Linked DNA regions of Sus scrofa: region 1 is linked to region 2. Evidence: chromatin contacts called from public Hi-C data. All regions are on one chromosome and are shown on one strand. Each heading gives the region's core, a stretch centred on a gene start, on an enhancer-like site or on the middle of the called end of the contact. The rest is flanking DNA. Distances are from core to core; before and after follow the strand shown.

Region 1 (5,948 bases), core at 3,240-5,739, 33 kb before region 2:
CCATCAACAGCCCTAGGTTCGGAGTTCCTATCGTGGCACAGTGGAGAAGAATCCGACTAAGAACCATGAAGTGGATTCGATCCCTGGCCTGGCTCAGTGGATTAAGGATCTGGCGTTGCCGTGAGCTGTGGTGTAGGTCGCAGACACGGCTCAGGTTCCAAGTTGCTGTTGCTATGGCATAGTCTGGCAGCCGTAGCTCTGATTTGATCCCTAGCCTGGGAACCTCCATATGCTGCGAGTACAGCCCTAAAAAGAAAAAAAAAAAAAGAAGAAGCAAAGAAAGAGGAAATGTGACCCATAACAAGAAGGGAACCAATAGAAACAAACCCACAGAGAACTGAAGTGTTAAAATTAGCTGACAAAGTAACTATTATAAATACATTAAAGAATTTAGAAGAAAAGATGGACCAAACAGGTGAACAGATAGTGGATTTCAGCAGAGAAATGGAAACTGTGAAAAAAAAGAACCAAACGGAACTTCCAGAAGAGAAAAATACATATCTCAACTAAAGAATGTATTAGATGTGCTTAACAGCAGCTTGGGCAAATAGAAGAAAGGATTAGGAAGTCAAAGTCAGGTCAACAGAAGCCATTCAAACTGAAAAGAATGCAATAGTGCCCTAGCCCTTTTGGGGGAAATGCCCTCACTATCCCCGCCTGAGGGAGGGGGCACCTTACCTTATGCCACAGGGCCCGGAGGCAGTTTCTCCGCAGAGTCGTGTGCTGCCAGGCCAGGTACTCATCCACTTGGGCACAGGCCTGCAGGTCTTGAGGGTACCAGTGGTCAGGGACCTTATACTTGCGGGTCAGGTAGAGCAGGATGGCCACGCTGTGGAGGAGGGGAGGGTGTGATGGATGCAGGGAAGCTCCTGTACAAAGGCCCTTCTTTAATCTTCCTGATGGTGTGCCAGGTATCTGCTCAGTTTCCAGATAAGGAAACGAGGCTCAGAACAGGAAAGGGATTTGCCCAGGACACAGCCTTTGATGGCAGAGCTGAGAGTCTAAGGTTAATACCCAAGCTCATCCTATCACCAGGCAAAATCCCATGGCAGACTGTTCTGCCAAGTGTTCTGAGACAGTTTCTGATGGGAAGACCAAAGAGAGATGGCATCAAAGCCAAGCCATAAGGAAGCTTGGTTCTGTGCAGTCTGTATCGACTCTCATTTGACTCTCATCACCCAACATTCAGCCGCCCTGCACTACCCCCCTCCCCCGATGGCCTGATGGTTCAGAAAGGCTTTGCTGTCATCCCTTTGTGTCCCCACAGCACCTGCTGGAGACACTGCCGTGCTGGAGGTCATATTCCAGCAGGACAGACAAGACTCCAGCAGCTCTCCTCCTGCCCTGGCTGAGGAGGGCTGCCACAGTGTTGGGACAGGGATGGACCTGGAAGGGCACTGAACATGGGAATTTGGGACCATGGAAAGGCCATCAGGAACTTGGGGTACCCTATGGGCTGGGAACCCCTTCAAAAGAGCAGAAAGCTCTGTGTCGGCCAGTGGCCTGTGTTCTCCATTGGGAATCCTGCACCTGACCCCAGCTCACTTGTCTGTGCAAGATATGCTGCAGCTTATTTTGCTCTCAGCTAATTGTTGAAGTGACCTCTGAGCAGGGCTGCTGGATTCTGGGGGCCACACTCCCCCAAGGCAGGGGGAAGAGACAAGAGAAATACAGAGGTTGCACACTGCCCCCGGCACATACCCAAGGGCAGCCAATACTGGGTGACATGAGACTCGGGACAGAAGAAGGCAGCGGGAAGGAAGATGGTCCAAGGAATTGTTTGGGGTATGTTCACCTCGGGCCTCCAGAGCTGAGTTCTAAAGCTCCAGGTTCCCCTTGTTGCGGGAGGAGTGACTTCAGTGATGAAGGGGGCAGAACTGGGAAAAGAGTTGGCCTTCCCTAAAGAGACTTCCACTTCTTGGGACTGTTGTCTGGTGGTCTTCCAGTGGGTAGGTGCCACCCAGGAAAGCGGCACCCCAGAGATGGAGCCACCGGGTAGTGCGGACACCCCTGGGGCAGCTCAACACCAATTTGGTCAGACAACTGCCCTGGGGGATGAAGCAGACATGTCCTGCCCCATCCTCCTCCCCAGCCTCCCACCAAAACCCACAGGATTGGTACAGTTGTGAAACAGATGCTTGCTTTGCCAACCATCTCTGTGAACTAGAACTGTGGACAAGCCGCGGATCCAGCTCTGACTCTGTGGGATGTTAAGGAAAGGGCTTTTCACCTCTGAGGACTTTAGTTTTTTGTCTATAACATAGAGATAGGACGAGATGGTTCCAGAGAGGTCTGGTAACCCCGGGGCTCTGCTTACCTCTCCGTCAAGATGAAATCCCCGTCCTTCAAGACAGGCACCTTCTGCAGGGGGTTCACCTGGGCAAAGGCACCGCTGAGGTGTTGGCCTGCAGAAAGCCCACCGTGGTGGGTGGTGGGAGGAAAACGCCAAGCCCTACATGCTCCCCCCTCCTTTCTCCCCCGACCTCAAACTCTGATTTTGTGGCTTCTCTCCATCCCTGGCTGCTCTCCAGTGTGGGGAAGGCAGATGGGGGCCACTGCGGGAGCTGTTCTGCCAGGGGGTACAAAAGAGACCTTGCTACACTTTGCCAAGTCCCAGTGGGCATGACCTCCCCCCAAATAAAACAGAGCTCAAGGAACTCCAAGGACCTGTCTTTGCCCAGCCCTCACAGATACCCCACCCACCACCTTTCTTTTTTTCTTTTTCTTTTTCTTTTTTTTTTTTTTTTTTGGCTTTTTAGGGCCACACCTTCGGCATATGGAAGTTCCCAGGCTAGGGGTTGAATGGGAGCTGCAGCTGCCGACTACACCAGAGTCACAGCAACACAGGATCCAAGCCGTGTCTGTGACAGACCCATCTCCTTTCCATCAGTGCTAGCATCATGAGCTCACTGCGGGGTGTCCCCAGCTGAGCGGGCAGGGAGGCTGGTGACCTGAGTGGACTCTGTCTTCCTACGGTGTCCCTCTCCCTGTGGACTCTAAGGTAGGGTCACCAAATAGAGACACATGGCCTTTTCCTGCTATCTAACTTGCAAACCAACTTACACCAGGTCCTCTTTGTCCCCTTGCTCACCCTGTTCTAAGCACAGGGGACAGAGCTGGTCCCGTGTTTAGGCTCTGCAGTCTTGTCCCACCACAGTCCCCGAAAGTTGCAGTCCAGAGTCCCCCAGTCATTGCTCTGAGCTCATGAGTGATTTATGCTCCTTCAGATGCAGCCCGAGGGAAGCTTCTGAAGGGCACTTAAGTATCACTGCTGCCCTGCTCCACAGCCTCTAGCAGCTCCCCATTCCCCAAGGATCAGAGAAGTTCCTACCTCCTTAACCCTCCAACAGCAGTCACACCCTCTCTCCTCCCTTTTCCCTCCGTTCAGACTGTTCCTTCATCAGGGACCCTCCCCTCCTCCTGGTGAAACACCCCTCCCACTGCACCCTCTATTTGACAGCATGACTAGAACATCACTTTGTCCCCATGCCCTCTCCCTGACCCCACACTCTGCAGAGGTAACCCCTGGTCAGGACAAATGGGCAGTCCCCAGAGGAGGCTGGGGAGAGAGGGCCAGAAGAGGCTCAGGCGGAGGGCTAGGCTGGCCCAAAGGCACAATGGCTGGCGAGGCCCGCAATGGTGGGGGTGCTGGGTGGGAAGTTCAGCCAAGCAGATTTTCAGTACTTGTGCATCCTCAGCAACAAGAGGCTTCTACTTTCCTTATCCCCAGCCGCCCTAACATGCCAGCTGTGCCCTTGGGGCCCTGGGGACCTGCCAGGGAAACAAACACTCCAGTGCAGGGTGCAGCAAGCCCTGCAGTCCCCCTCCGGCATCCAGCACTTCCCATGGGACACCTCATCCCAGCAGGAATAAGAGGCTGAGGACGAGGGAAGTGAGGGCAAAGCAGAGTAGGAGGAAGGGCAGAGGGGGATTCAGTGCAACCCTCGCCAGAGCAGAGAGCAGGGCTGGGAAGTCCTGGCAGCTCCTGCTGTTGCAGAACTTCAGCAGTTGGGGGTCACAAAGGCAGGACTCCCTCTACACGTGGCCCCTTAAACCTCTCTCCTTTTGCCTCCATCTCTCTCCCGGGGCCCCCATCTCCTCCTTTCCTCATGCCCCTCTCCCCACCTCAGCTGAGGTGATGCCTCCGCTGAGCCCCGCGTCCACTCCACCGAACCAAATAGAGCTTGGGGGATCCCCGAATCCCGGATGACCCCAGTAAAGGGATATTTCGGGGAGGAGTCCACCTAAGCGCTGTCTGGCCTTCCCGGTCCCTCCCCCATGTCTCGGTCCCCCAAACCTGGGCAGGACTCACCTTTGCGCAGGTCCACGGTGCGCAGCTCGAAGGGGATGCCGTTCTTCTTGGCGAAGATGTAGATGGCGCGGCAGGGCTGGGACAGCAGGTCCAGGTAGAGCTCCAGGCCCATGGCGGGGTGGACCGGCCTTGCAAGGCAGTGGACTCGGACGGACGCCGCCAGAAGACCAGCGGCCCTCCCCACCGCCACCCCCGCCCCCTCGCCGTTCCCCCATTGGCCTTGGCCTCCCACTTGGGTCCAATCGCCTGCGCCCAGAGGGTCTGCGGGCTGGGCGGGGCTTGGATGGTGCCCCTGCCGGCGGGGAGGCGGGATGCTCAGAGGGCACCAGGTCCAGGCTCGTCTCACAGGGCATAATGTCCCCAGGGCTCATGCCTATTGTAGCGTGTGTCACAAGTTCCTATTGTCCCTCTTTTATGGATGAGGAAACGGAGGCCCAAAGCGATGGTAGGCCGGGAAACTTTGGCTCCAGCGTCCGTGTTCTTGGCCCCACGCTTCAGAGGCCGTGGTGCTTGCAAGCGACAAAGCCTCAGGGCTTCTTTCAGCGCTTCATGCTAACTCACTTGCCCCAGTGCACGCCTGGAATTTACAGCTAGTCTTGCCGCGCCCAGCACAGCGCCTCAACCACATTCCCTGGGTTTCTTTCTCCCCTTCTCTGGGCCTCTGTTTCTCCATCTTTAAAATGATGGGGGAGATCCAGCTAGTCCACTTCTGGGCATATATCCAAAGAAAATGAAAACAGAATCTCAAAGACATATCTGTAATTCCATATTCACTGCAGCGTTTTTCGCAATAGCCAAGATATGTAAACAACTTAAGTATCTGTTAAGGGGTGAATGGATAATGCAAATCTGGAGACTATACCACACAGACACACAGACACACACACACACACACACACACACACACACACACACTCAGGAATATTTATTCAGCCTTAAAAAAGTAGGAAACTTGGGGTTCCCGTAGTGGTGCAGGGGAAATGAATCCAACTAGGAACCATGGGGTTGTGGATTCGATCCCTAGCCTGGCTCAGTGGGCTAAGGATCTGGTGTTGCTGTGAGCCGTGGTGTAGGTTGCAGACATAGCTCGGATCCTGCATTGCTGTGGCTGTGGCCTAGGTCAGCACCTCAGCTCTGATAGGACTCCTAGCCTGGGAACCTCCATATGCCGCAAGAGTGGCCCTAATTAAAAAAAAAAAAAAAAAAAAAAAAAGGAAACGTCATTTTCCACAACATGGATGAACCTGAAGGTAATTATGCTAAATAAAATAAGCCAGACACAGAAAGACAAATACTGCATGATCTCACTCAAGTGTGCAATCTTAAAAAGTGCAACTTCTGGAGTTCCCGTTGTGGCTCAGCAGTAACAAACCCAACAAGAATCCATGAGGATGCAGGTTTGATCCCTGGCTTTGCTCAGTGGGTTAAGGATCCGGCGTTGCTGTGAGCTGTGGTGTAGGTCCCAGACAAGGGTCGGATCTTGCTTTGCTGTGGCTGTGGCTAGTGGCCGGCCACAGTGTAGATTCAACCCCTAGCCTGGGAACTTCCATATGCCGTGGATGCACCCCCCCAAAAAAAAGTGGAACTGGTAGAAGTAGAGAGCTGAACGTTGGTTACCAGGAGCTGGGGGGAGAGG
Region 2 (6,808 bases), core at 528-3,027:
CAGGAACGGGGTTCATGGGGCTGGAAGAGCCTCTCTCTGCAGGCAGCTGCAATGAACTGGGCTTCTCCCACAGGGTGGGCAGTGCAGGAAGGGCAGAGCTGGCTCTTCACTTTAGCCAAGACACAGGTGCCGGCTCTGATCAAGGGACGCCAACTCCAGGCACGTTAAGTCCCCAGTGCTCAGGGCTGGGCCTCAACTTGGAGTTGCTGCGCAGGTCCATGGAGGATCTCCTGCTGTGGGGCAGTGAGGCATTCAGCCTAAAGGTGACTGGCCTGGGCAAGCAGCACCTCCTGGCTGGAGGACTGCCCAGTACCTTGTCACCACCCCACAAGGGAGCAAGGCCCTGCACTTGGAGAAAGGATCCTAAGCCAGGAAACTGTCCTATTGCACCTTGATACTGATTTTGTTCTTGATCAAATCCTCAGCGTCCTAGTGGGGTTAACTAGCCACCTGCAGGCTTTCCGGACTTGCTGCGCACTAGAAAACATGAATGGCACCCAAACTATAGGAGTATGCCCTCAGGGAACTGCTATTCCTAAGGGCCTGGGTGCCTGAAGGGAGCCCTACCCAGGCCTGGAACTGGGGTGGACAGGGCAGCATAACCAGAATCCACCTCCTGGAGCCTCTGTCCCACACTTGAAAACCATCCTAAAGTTCCAAAACAATGGGATTTCCTAAGTCAAGACACTGAAGCACCAGCTTGGCAGAGAATGACTCCTGAGGTGGAGCGGGCGCCCTCACCCGGATTTGGATTACTCCCCCTTTGCCCGCCAACCCTAGCCCACGTGGTGCCTCGGCAGGAGAGAGGGTGGGGGACAGACTATGGATTCCCGATTCGAATTTGATTCCTGGGTTGTGGCCTCTGGAAGGATGCCAACCTCAGTGGGGCCTTCTGCTGGCAAAGGGTAGGGGAAGGCGCCCCACAGCTCATTCTGGGGGCGCCCCTCCCGGCCTCGGACCCCTGTCACTGACCCGGCCCTTCACCAATTCCTCCGCTAGTCAAGGAAGCCGGAGGCAGCCATCTCCACACCGTTTATTTCTCTCTTCCGGGAGCTGGGGTCGCTAGGGGCGAGGCAGGCAGAAAACAGAGCCGGCGGCGCCAGGCCGAGAGCAAAGGAGTCTTGGGGTGCGGCCCTCAGGCGAAGGTGGAGCCGTTCCAGCCCACATTGGCCGCGTTCATGTCGTAGTAGTTGATGTAGATCCTGCGGAGAAGGAAGCGAGGCTGAGCGGGCAACTGGGCGGCCGCCGTGGCCGCGTGCTCCCCGGCCCTCGGCGCCCACGCACCTGTCCGGGCTGATGCGCAAGCGTTCGGCCAGCAGGCCGCACAGCAGCTTGCTGTAGGAACGGTTCTGCGCGCCGCCGATCTTGCCGATGCTATGCAGACTGCAAAGGGCGCACGGCTCGCTGGACCCTCCGAAGGCCATGAGCTGGTCCGGGACGACGTGCACCGCGATGTACTGCGGGGGAGGGGACGCGGTCAGTCGGCCCGGGTGACCTCGCCGGCCCAGACGCCCCCCGCCCCCGCGTCCCTTCCCCGCCCGGAGCCCCATTCCGGAATCGCCGCCCCCCCTCCCCCAACCCCAGCCTCAGCCCGGAACCGCCTCGCCCGGCCCTCGTGGCAGACCTGCGCCGGCTTGCCCATGGCCTGCACCAACTGCTGAGTCAGCTCGGAGAGGAACCCGTCCGGCACAGAGGCGCGGGGAACGTTGGTGTTTACCACGAACATCGGCATGATGGCCAGGAACAGTGGGGACCCGGAGCACAGGAACCTAACTGCGCGGTCAAGAAGCAGGGGAACCTGAGATACGTGACCGCCGCCCGGCGCCCCGCCCACTGCGACTGCGGTTCCGCCCCGTGACGTCACCGCCGGCGGAGATCCCGCCCCCGAGGCCGCGAGGCCTTCGCGACTGGTGACGTCACCGCCGGCAGAGGCCCCGCCCTCACGGCGGGACTTTGAGACCCTACTCCGCCTACCCCTGGCTGGGTGCCCCCTCCAAAGCCGTTCACCACCTCGTGGCCAGAAGTGTGCCTTTCCCTCGTTCATCAGCCCTTTTATTTAGTCACAGATATCTACTCATCTGTGTGCCAGGAGCGGGGATACTGCGGTTAGGGGGGCAGGTGGCTTCTGGCCCTCCAGGAGCTCACAGCTGGACAAGTAGATGAAGTCCAGCTCATTCTCACTGAGCCCTTGTGTGTCCTGAGTCTCTGGGGCCACTGTCCTGAGTGGACGGGTGGGCGTGCTGGTGTTCATGTGTAGGGGTGAGGCGCAGTCACTGATGCAGGTGGGAGGGGGCTACCACAAATGAGTCACCATCCAGATGCCTTCCCTATACCCCTGCTCCTCAAGGTGGGTGGGGATGCTGGGTGGTGCCCCGGGTAGGGGCAGCGAGTAGGAGGGGATGTCTGACAGAGCTCAAAGCCCACCCCAAAACTTGAGTCCCCTGGGCAATTCCTCTGATGTGTCCTCTGGGGACGCCCTCTTACAGCCTGAGTGAATTTTCTGTTTCTTCCACTAGTGGTCAGCTCAACGGGTAGCTAGTAGGTGCCAAGCATATGAAAGACATGGACTAAATACTGGGTGAATGAAGTTAGCCATGACGGGGCAGGAAGAGGTCAGGGCCAGGGATGAGCCTGCAGGCCCTGCCATTACTGGACAGAAGGGCCACCTGACCCCTGCTCTGAGGAGACCCCTGGTCAGGGGGCTGGGCTGGGGACTGGCACTCAAGGGGCATGCAGGTTTGGCCAGTCTCAGAGCTCTCCAGGAAAGCCCTGTCCTTGGTCTCTGACAGTTGTGGTCTGGTTAAGGTGGCAGAGCATGTTGCTGGCCTTGACAATGGCCATATGATGGATCAAGGCCACCAGGCTTGTGGGACCAGCTGGCCTCCAGAGGGAAGGTCTCATGGCCCAGCTGTGCCAATAACTCTGTAAAATGTGGGGCTTTCCAGGTAGGCCCAGATCACTTTCCTCCCCACTCCCACACCCAGCCGTCTTTCTGTGCTCAGGGTTCTGTTACCACTGATGCACTGATGTCTCCAGCCCAGGATGCTCCTCTGAGCTCCAGCAGCCAACTCAGCATGGCCTGCTCCCGGTGTCCACATCCAAGTGCATGACTTTTCTCCCACCTCTGATCTCCTCCCAGTGAACTGTGCCTCCCTCCACTATGCCTTTATCCTCGCCTCTCCCCCCACCCCTGATCCCACCTTAGTCTAAGTTAGCTGGCATCACTCTTGGCCTGGCCTCTCCTGGAGGAGGAGTCTGTTCCCCCTGCCTACCCAGGTAGATCTGGCCATGTGACTTGCTTTGTCCAGTGACCAGAAGTGACGCAAATGATTCCAGGCAGAAGATCCAAAAGCTAGTGCCCAGTTCCATGTTCTCTGATGTGGCAGCGGGTGACACAGAGCCTCTCCAACAAACACCTGCAATGCCCTGTGGGTGAGCCGCTATGGTTTTCAGGTTGTTACTGTGACAGAGGGGAGCCTTCCCCATCAGGACAGCCTTTGTGTACCCTCCCTTCCCAGGAGTAGTCACTGCTGTCTTTCAGGGAGGGCCTCTGAGGAGGGACTAGATTCCCAGTCCCACTTGTCACTAGCTTGGACACTTGGCTAACCTCTCTGAGCCTCAGTTTTCCTGCCTGTAACTTGGGGATGACAGTAGTGTCCATTTTACAGGGGGATGTTGTGAGGACCCAAGTGGTTTAATTACTGGTGATGGTCCCCAGTACCATCACAGTGCCCTGGGTGACCTGGTCCCCTCCTGCACTTTCCCTGATCTGCTTCAGCACCCAAAGCTCCTGGCTGGGTCAGGCCCAGTCAGGAGCCCAGCACCTGTTCTCTTCTTCCAGGCTATCACCATATTTCTGTGTGTGAGTTACTGCTTCCTTTCTAGGCTCCCTGAGCTGGGGGACTATTTCTTTTGGGCCTGGCTGCGTGCCTACCTTCTGCCCTGTTGCTCGGTAGCAGGCAGAGGGCCTCCAAGGCTGTCCATGCCCTAGTCCCCCAAACCTGTGAATGCATTACGTTACATGGCAAAAGGCACTTTGCAGATGTAATTAGGGTTACAGACCCTAAAATAGGGAGGTTATCATGGATTATCTGGGTGGTTCCGATGTAATCACAGGAGCCCTTAAAAGCAGAGAATTTTCTCCAGCTCGAGTCAAAGACAAGGCAGAAGCGGAGTCAGACTTAAAGCAGAGGGACTCAGTGTGCTGTTACTGGCTTTGAAGATGAGGGGGCCTCAGTCCTGAAGCCGCAGGGAACTGAATTCTGCTAACAGCCTGAATGAACTCGGAAGTGGGTTCCTCTCTAGTTGACCTTGAGACACCTTGACTTGGGCCGTGAGTCCTAAAGCAGAAGACCAGTCACTTTGTGTTCGACTTGCAACCCACAGAAACCGTGAGATAATAAATGTGCGTTGTCTTAAGCTGCTAAATTTGTGGTAATTTGTTCTAGAAGCGATAGAACAGTAACACACCTGACGTCACTGGGGCTCCAATTACCAGCTGAACCACAGCCCACACTCACCTGGAGGCCTTGGCCAACAGTTGCCAACCTTCCCTGAAATCCCCTCCCCTTCCCTCCTCACTGACAGAGCCCCAGTTCTGTTGCTCAGAATATTCCCTGTCCCAGAACCACAGCAACCAGACGTGGTGCAGTGATGCACGGCATGCACAGGGAAGCAGCTGCCTTGCTCATGGAGATGCTACTCTACGCCCTCTCTCCTGATCCTGCCTGGAACTTCGACATGACCTCCAGATGTGCAGCAGCTGCTGGGCCACCTTGAGCGGGAACACAAAAGCAAAAGTCAGGAGTAGCAACAGGGAACCTGGGGTGCTTCTGGCTCTGCCTGGTCCTGTCAGCTGCCTTCTCATTGCAGAGGAGAATCAGGCCCTCTGCTCCAAGCCCCAGATGCCACTCCTGGCTGGTGCAGGGGACTTCTTAAGAGCCATGTCCCGTAGGTGAGTGCTGCCAGGCAGAGAGGGAGGGAAGGGATGAGAAGAGGCAAGCCTCTGAATAGGACCTGAGTCACCTGCTGGGAAGGGGGTGCAGGGAAGGGAGGCTGCCAGGCCTCTGCTGCAGGGCTACTGCTGTCCTCTTGTTGCCTCTCCCTGACATGAGCTTGGCCATCAGTCCTCAGTCCCTATCCATGGATATTGGTCCCCGTCCCACGGCCTCTCCCCCAGGGCACACACATAGAGTCGCTCACAGCAAGAACCCAGCAGGCCCTGAGCCCCCATCCATCCACCCCCCACCAGTCGCTGGGCCTTTGTTCAATGGATGTAGTAAAATTTGTGCTGAAGACAAGCAAACCCAACCTTTCCCCCTCAGTGGGCATCACATGACCTGGCAGGGGTCCTCTTTCCCCCGATGACCTCCCCCACTCAGCCGAAAAGGTCCAGATTTTAAGACAGTTGTCTGCCAGGAGACCACCAGGCTGCAAAAGCTGGGCCTAGGCTGGGTGGTCCATTTGGAGCTGTAGCCACCAGCCTACGCCACAGCTGCAGACACACCAAATCCGAGCCGCATCTGTGACCTACAGCACAGCTCACCGCAACACCAGATCCTTAACCCACTGAGCGAGCGAGGCCAGGGATTGAACCTGCATCCTCATGGATACTAGTCAGGTTCATTTCTGCTGAGCTACAACAGGAACTCCTAAAAATCTTTTTTAAAAAATAGTGGACAAAACATTTGGGCAGATTCTTTACAAAAGATATGTGAATGGTCATGTTAACACATGAAAAGATGCTCAACATTATTAGCTGTCAGGGAAAAACCACGATTAAACCATGAAATGCCACTGCACATTCAGGAGAATGGCTAAATTAAAAAGACCGACAAATAATAAAAACAAAAAGGCTGAAAATGCCAAGTGCTGGTGAGGCTGAGGAGCATACAGAACCCTTATCCGGTGCTAGTGGGAATGTAAAACAGTGTAGTCACTTTGGAAAACAATTTCTTCTACAGTTGAAGACATTCCTTATTACACTTAGCAATTCATTGACCCAAAAGAAGTGAAGGCATATGTCTACACAGCTTGTGCAGGAATGTTCACAGCTGTTTTATTCATGATAGCCAATGGTTAGAAATAGCCAAAAAGGCCACCAACAGAGAAATGGGTTCATAAATTATGGTCTACCCATACAGTGGAACACTACTCAGCCATACAAAGAATAGATGCTAATACATACAACAATATGCATGAATCTCAAAAGCTTTATCTGGAGGGAAGCCAGACACAAATGCATACATGTGGTGTGGAAAAGACAGCAAATTCTTCAAAGGCCAATCTGACCTATGGTGACAGAAGGCAGGTCTGTGGCTGCCTGGGGTCTGGGACGGGGTGGGGTTTTGACTGCAAAGGGGCATGAAGGAACTTCGGGGTAATGCGAATGTTCTACCTTGATGGTGGTGGTGGTTCATGGGTATGTACACCTGTCAAAACTCATCAAATGTATGCTTAATATGGATACATTTTATTGTTTGTAAATCATGGCTCAATAAAGTTGACTTTTTAAAAATCAATTTCTTGAAAATTCCTTCCTAACCATGCCCCTCTCAAACACTCCCCAGCATACACACCCTTCACAAGTTGTATTTTCTTCCATTGCGTATCCCAAGTTTGTAATTACTATTATTATTATTATATATATATATATTTTTTTTTGCTTTTTAAGCCCGCACCTGAGGCATATGGAAGTTCCCGGGCTAGGGGTCAAATCGGAGCTACTGCCACCAGCCTAGGCCACAGCCACAGCAATGCGGGAGGTGAACCACATCTGAGACCTACGCCACAGCTCATGACAATGCTG

Evidence for each region. Hi-C and Micro-C count contacts between places; a contact is called where the count stands out from the background.
Region 1: a Hi-C map of embryonic fibroblasts shows a contact between it and region 2, with 1.6 times the contacts expected there. The contact joins the promoter of LOC100153094 here to the promoter of MIF in region 2. A contact is called at or near these places in 8 of 47 Hi-C or Micro-C datasets (embryonic fibroblasts, epiblast stem cells, heart right ventricle and 3 more) and 2 of 2 datasets of contacts at active chromatin or transcription factors (alveolar macrophages and skeletal muscle).

Annotation. Positions count from the first base shown.
Region 1 is chr14:49,803,179-49,809,126 of Sscrofa11.1, forward strand. It overlaps LOC100153094 (glutathione S-transferase theta-1), which reads right to left and starts at 4,490. Exons shown (of 5, transcript NM_001315568.1): 1 at 4,313-4,490; 2 at 2,318-2,405; 3 at 679-829. The coding sequence starts at 4,424.
Region 2 is chr14:49,839,286-49,846,093 of Sscrofa11.1, forward strand. It overlaps MIF (macrophage migration inhibitory factor (glycosylation-inhibiting factor)), which reads right to left and starts at 1,778. Exons shown (of 3, transcript NM_001077213.2): 1 at 1,625-1,778; 2 at 1,285-1,457; 3 at 1,018-1,202. The coding sequence starts at 1,732. The coding sequence ends at 1,136. SLC2A11 (solute carrier family 2, facilitated glucose transporter member 11) reads right to left here. Exons shown (of 13, transcript XM_001929403.5): 13 at 6,196-6,808.